Linked DNA regions of Triticum aestivum: region 2 is linked to region 1. Evidence: chromatin contacts called from public Hi-C data. All regions are on one chromosome and are shown on one strand. Each heading gives the region's core, a stretch centred on a gene start, on an enhancer-like site or on the middle of the called end of the contact. The rest is flanking DNA. Distances are from core to core; before and after follow the strand shown. Region 1 has its middle 58 kb from the start of LOC123071395. Region 2 holds the start of LOC123071396 (probable protein phosphatase 2C 9).

Region 1 (3,005 bases), core at 252-2,751:
CCGGAACATTTTTTGAAATCGAGGTAATAATTTTGAAAAACAGGGACATTTTGATAATGTTAACAAATTTTGAAAGCGGAACATTTTTTGAAATTCCGGAATTCTTTTTGAATTTGAGAACAGAAATTAATAAATGTGAAAATCTTTCAAAACTCCCACAAAAAATAGGAATTGAAGAACAATTTTTTTTAAAAAAAATTGAGTTTTTTTTGGAATTTTGAAAAATTTGGAAAGCGTGAACATTTTTATCAAATTCCAAAAATAATAATTTGCGAATATATTTGTAAAGCTGGGTTTTTTTCTGAATTTGTGAACAAAAATTAAAATGCTGTCATTTTTGAAATTGCGAACAAATATTCAAAACAACAATTTTTTAATTTGTGAACAGAATATAAAATTAGGCAAATACCAAACATTTTATAAATTTGTGAATATTTTTAAAAATGCGGAAAATATTTGAATTTGTGAACAAAATTGAAAGTAGGAACATTTTTTAGAAAACTTAATCTCTAAGTTATTTTGATTTGTTATTGTAAAAGAAGCAAATAACCTTTGAATTTCTAAACGATTTTGTATTTCCTAAAAACAAATAAAACAGGAACTTCAAAGAAAATGAATAAAATTTAGATCATTCGAACAGGGTTTAACATCTGAACATTTTTTAAAAAGAAAAATAAAAACAATGAAAAGAAAAGACAAAGAGAAAGAGAAAGATTAAAAAACGAAAAGGGAAAAAATAAAGCAAAAAAGGAGAAAAGAAAAAAGAAAAAAACAGCAAAAATGATAAAAGAAATTGAAAAAATATAGAAAAAATAGTTCACAAAACTGGCTAGAACCTATTCCAGGATGTGTGGATCGGTTTGGTTGCATGTGCCGCAACATGACAAGTTGATGCAGTATACGTTGAATAAGGTGTTTCCCGTTTCCTAACGCTTTCAGCCTTCAGGTGTTGGTTATGTGTGATTTGACAAACCGGGGCACAGCCCTCAACCCGCACTGGGCCGGCTCCATTTTTTTCTAGTTTTTAATACGGCAAAAATGCGCGGGGCTGAGATTACAACCAGCGATCTCCACTTACCCAAGCAATACTACACGACCTTTTTTTTCTTTTTTTGTTGTGGGTTTTTATAACCCAGTTTTTAGTTTTGGTTTTTTCTTTTTCTGTTTCTCTTCTTTTCTCCTTTTTCTTTACTCCTTTTTTAGATTGCACAATTTTTTGAAATTCGAAAAAGTTTTTTGAAATAGATAATCTTTCTTAAATTTTGACGCACCTTTTCCAAATTTGATGATGCTTTCTCAAATCGATGAACCTTTTTTTCAAAATTGGTGAACTTTCTTGAACCGTTTTTTTTTCGTCATAGCGTTTTTCTCCTTTTTTTTCTCGTGTGATCGAGCGGACTAGGGATAACGAATGCAAAATCTACATGGGCCGGCCCACAGCGTTGGCGTGTGGGCACCAGGGACCTTCCCTGGCGCCTGAAGCGCCGAATAGGGAAAACCCTATTCGACGCTCTCTGTGTCAAAGTGTCAGGCAATCGCACAGGTGCGCGACCACGTGGGCCGGTCCATCTCCCACTGTTAGAATCGCCTGGGAGTTCCGATTTCATGAAAGTTCTAGAAGATTCCCAGTCGGTTTCCTGTTTTGGGAACACTCTAGAAGGTTCCTTGTACGTTTTTTCCTTTTTCTTTTTTCATTTTTTCTGTTTCTGTTTCTTTCTTTTCTCCTTCTTTCTTTTTCTTTTTTTCTTTTTCTATATTTTGTTTTTGTTTTTTTCAAAGAAGTTGGGATTTAAAAAAATCACAAATTCGGAAATGAAGAAGAAGTTAACATTATGGATGTATTTGTTCATAAAATCCGAAATTTTACCGAATTTCAAAAAATGTTCTCGTTTCGAAATTTTGTTCAGAAATCCAAAATATGTTTCTTAATTTTAATAAATGTCCCCATTTTGCACTCTAGTTCACAAATTCAAAAAATGTTTTGGATTCAAAATGTGTAACCAAAAAAATGTTAACCAATTCAAAATATTTTAGTGTTTAAAAAAGTTCTTGCATTTAAAAAGATGTTCATGTTTTCTTCAGGTTTTCAAAAAATGATCAGAGTTTCAAATTTTGTTCACAATTACACTTAATGTTCTAAATTTTAGAAAATGTTCACGTTTTCAAAAAATAGTGTTTCAGCATTTGTTTGTGTTTTTAAAAATAGTTCGGAATGTTAATTTTTGTTCTTTTTTACAAATTTGTTTAGAATTTCAAAATTTGTTATAATTTTTCAAAGTTTGTTTGTGTTTTCCAATAAAAATATTCTCACTTTATAAAATTGTTCATAGATCAAAAGCTGTTCATAGATATAAAAGATGTTTGCGAATTAAAAAATGTTCATGGATTTCAAATTATGTTCGTGTTTTCTAATATTGTTTGGAATTTCGAAAATTGTTTCCTTTTTCTGATTATTTTTTCACAAATCAAATAATGTTCGGGATTTCATGATTTTCAAAAAATATACGGAATAAAAAAATGTTTGGAATTACAAAAATGTTATTGTTTTCCGAAGAAAAATTGGCATTTTATTGTTTTCCTAAATTTTCTTCAGGTTTTCATAAAATGTTCAGAGTTTCAAATCTTGTTCACAATTTCAATAAATGTTCTAAATTTGAAAAATTGTTCATGTTTTCAAAATTTTCAGTGTTTCAATTTTTTTGTGTTTTATAAAAGTTGTTTGTAATGTTAATTTTTATTCTCGTTTTTAGACTTTAAAAATTTGTTTTAGTTTTTCAAAGTTTGTTTATGTTTTCCATTAAAAATGTTCTCATTTTTGTAAAATTGTTCATATATCAAAATCTGATCATAGATATAAAATATTTTTGTAAATTAAAAAATGTTCGGGGATTTCAATATATGTTTGTGTTTTCTAATTTGTTTTAGAATTTTGAAAACTCTTTCTTTTTCTGAAAAAATTCACAAATCAAATAATGTTCAGGATTTCACGATTTTCAAAAAATATG
Region 2 (3,005 bases), core at 244-2,743, 340 kb after region 1:
GCCCAAATAAGCCGGACGAGGGCCGCTCGAAAAGGAACAAGGAGTGTGTCGCCAAGAGGGGGAGGGGGAGGAACTAGTGATGTTGAACTTGCTAACTTAAAGTAGTTGTGTTATGTTGAACTACTCGGTGTCGTGTTATTGCTACCTATGTTACTAATTGAACCTATTTGATATGTTGAACTTATTGGATACATCGATTTACTATCTATAATGTGTGAGGTCATCATATTTTCATATGCAAACACTTTGTTGGTGTGTTTATCTATCAGTGTTTAATTCAAATGGTCAAGTTATTGTAAAAAAAGTTAGAGAAGAGCCTACCGCCAGACAACACGGCGGTAGGTATTCACAGCTACCGCCAGGTACCCTGGCGGTAGCCTGCGTAAACCTATCGTACGAAACTCTCCATTTTCAGTCACAGAACTCTGCCACGCCAGCCGCACCCTACCGCCGTTGGGCGTGGCAGTAGGGTGTGAAACCCTACTGCAGAAACATCCCTGCTTTCTGTCACAGAACTCTACCGGACATGCAGGAGCCCCATACCCTACCGCCACCCCTCGCGGCGGTAGCTTTAGCCACCCTACCGCCGTCTCTTGCGACGGTAGGACAGTTACGAGACGTCAGCCCAGTATCGGCTGGTTGACGGGGGCTGTCGTCAACCTACTGCCGGTGCGCATGGTGTGAGCCTGTTTAAGCCTACCATCATGGTCCTTGGCGGTAGGAAAAAGATCATATCATGAAAACTTTTGTAACTGGGTCGGGTCCGGCTAAACGTGACCACCAAAAAGGTCAAAGGCACAAAATTTAGCCTCCGTCGCTCCACTGCCTCCGGTCCATCTATCCGCGGTAGTTCAGTGGTACCGAATGCACAGTAGCCTCGACAACTGCCACACAACACGTAGTGCGTCCCTCCACTGCAGGAAGCACTGTTCAGCTGCATGCCGCGTCCGTCAGCCCCGCCGAAGTGCGCGCCAATGGTTTCCCACGCCGAGCCGACGATCGGTGGTCACGCACGCCACCCAACGGCGCCAGTTCCGCCACGCAGATCCATCGGCCACGCACGCGCCCCTTTCCCCTAGGTTCACCTCCCCTTCGCCCCCACCGCAACGTGGCCACGCCAGCCCCCAACTACCGGCCGCCATCCCCCTCCCTCACCCCCACGCAACGCAGCGCGGCAAAAGGCTCCCCCGGCCTCCACGCCACGCGTCCCCTCCTCCCACGACCGACCAACCTCCCACCGATCGCGACCGCCCCTCACCACGTGTCCCTCCCCATCCCTCCACCCGCCTCCCCACGTCCATGGCGCCTACCCTCGCCCGCTGCCATGCGGGTCACCGAGCACCCATGGCCCCGCCGACCATGACCCCTCGCTGCATGGGCCGGTCAGAGCGGCCGGAGTAGAATAACCCCGTGATATTTCCGGGCGGCACAGGAGGCACAGCCCATGTGGAGCGGGCCCCGCGGGCATCAATAAAGAAGCTGTCGCGGCGGGCTGTCTCGCCGCGGGCCGCCACGTGTGTGCTGGGCGATAACACCGGCGTCGCCGCCGTTAGCTTCAACCTCCCCGTGGGGCCAAGATTGCGAGCACGTGTCGTGATCTGCCCGCCGGGCGCGCCCACGCGTCCAGATCAGGTGGAGACGGACGGTGAGCACGTCACGGACTCACGGCGACGGTAGCTATCGGGCGCTCCCGGCATGACGGCGACGGGCACCCTCGCTCCCCTTCTTCTACCGCCCCACCCCGCGTGCGTGAGGTTCGTTTCGGCTCGCGCCTCTGCCGCTGCTTAGCTTCTACTGCTGCCATTCGAGCTGGGAACGCGCGCGAAGGCGCTGTCGTCGTGTGTCGAGGTGTTTCGTGTAGGCCTCTGGAGTTCCGTCGCCGACGTGCGGCGGAGGGTGGTGGGAATCTAGGGCGGCGTCGGGGTCGAGCGAGCGAGTAGTTTCCAATGGCCGAGATCTGCTGCCAGGAAGCCAAGTCGCCGCCGGCGACCGCGGCCACGGTGGCCACGGTCTCGGCTTCGGCGGCCGCCGCGGCCGTCGCCTCGTCGGTGATGGACAGGCGGCGCCGCAGGCTGGAGCTGAAGCGTTTCCGCCTCGCGAGCGACCTCGAGCAGTCGGCCGCGGAGTACGCCGGCGCCCGCAAGCGGCCGAGGATACCGCGCACGGTGTCTGGCCCGTGCCCCGACGCTGCCTCGGCGTCCGAGAACACGGAGCGTTACCCAAGGTTCGGGTTCTCCTCTGTATGCGGTCGTCGTCGCGAGATGGAGGACGCCGTCTCCATCAGGCCGGGTTTCCTGCCTGGCTCCGGCAAGTCCCACTTCTTCGGCGTCTTCGATGGCCACGGCTGCTCACACGTACGTCGAACTCTCCTTTCATATGAGCGCAATTCGTGTTGTTTCTGCACAAGAGAATGGTGCTGATGACATGGTTTCGTGTCATCAGGTGGCGACGACGTGCCAGGAGCTGATGCATGAGGCGGTGGCGGAGGAGCACGAGAAGGCGGGGCCCGGCGAGGAGCCTACGTGGAAGGAGGTGATGGAGAGGAGCTTCGCGCGGCTGGACGAGCGGGCCGCGAACTGGGCGACCACCCGCAGCAGCGAGGAGCCCGCCTGCCGCTGCGAGCAGAAGATGCCCTCGCGGTGCGACCACGTGGGATCCACCGCCGTCGTGGCCGTCGTCAGCCCGACCCAGCTCGTCGTGGCCAACGCCGGCGACTCCCGTGCCGTCCTTTCCCGCGCTGGCGTGCCTGTTGCACTCTCCGTCGACCACAAGGTATGTATACCCTCGCGTCACCGCGCATGGCACGCTCTGTTTCGACGCGAATTGTCCATGACCTTACGTGGTTTACTTTCCTCAGCCTGACCGGCCGGACGAGCTGGAGCGCATCCAGGCGGCGGGCGGGCGCGTCATCTACTGGGACGGTGCCCGGGTGCTCGGCGTCCTCGCCATGTCCCGAGCCATAGGTGAGTTTTCTAGTTCAAATTTCGCTCTCGTCAGGAGCTTTG

The links. Hi-C and Micro-C count contacts between places; a contact is called where the count stands out from the background.
Region 2: a contact with region 1 is called in a Hi-C map of an unstated tissue, with 9 times the contacts expected there. The contact joins the promoter of LOC123071396 here to the enhancer-like site in region 1. A contact is called at or near these places in 3 of 5 Hi-C or Micro-C datasets (leaf and an unstated tissue).

The regions. Positions count from the first base shown.
Region 1 is chr3B:636,536,335-636,539,339 of IWGSC CS RefSeq v2.1, forward strand. No RefSeq gene overlaps it. Among protein-coding and RNA genes, the nearest start is that of LOC123071395, 58 kb to the left of the region's middle. Within about 2 kb of position 1,502, at least 4 of the 8 cell types and tissues checked have an H3K27ac peak or open chromatin away from gene starts, as enhancers often do.
Region 2 is chr3B:636,875,767-636,878,771 of IWGSC CS RefSeq v2.1, forward strand. It overlaps LOC123071396 (probable protein phosphatase 2C 9), which reads left to right and starts at 1,494. Exons shown (of 4, transcript XM_044494938.1): 1 at 1,494-2,354; 2 at 2,443-2,772; 3 at 2,858-2,963. The coding sequence starts at 1,947.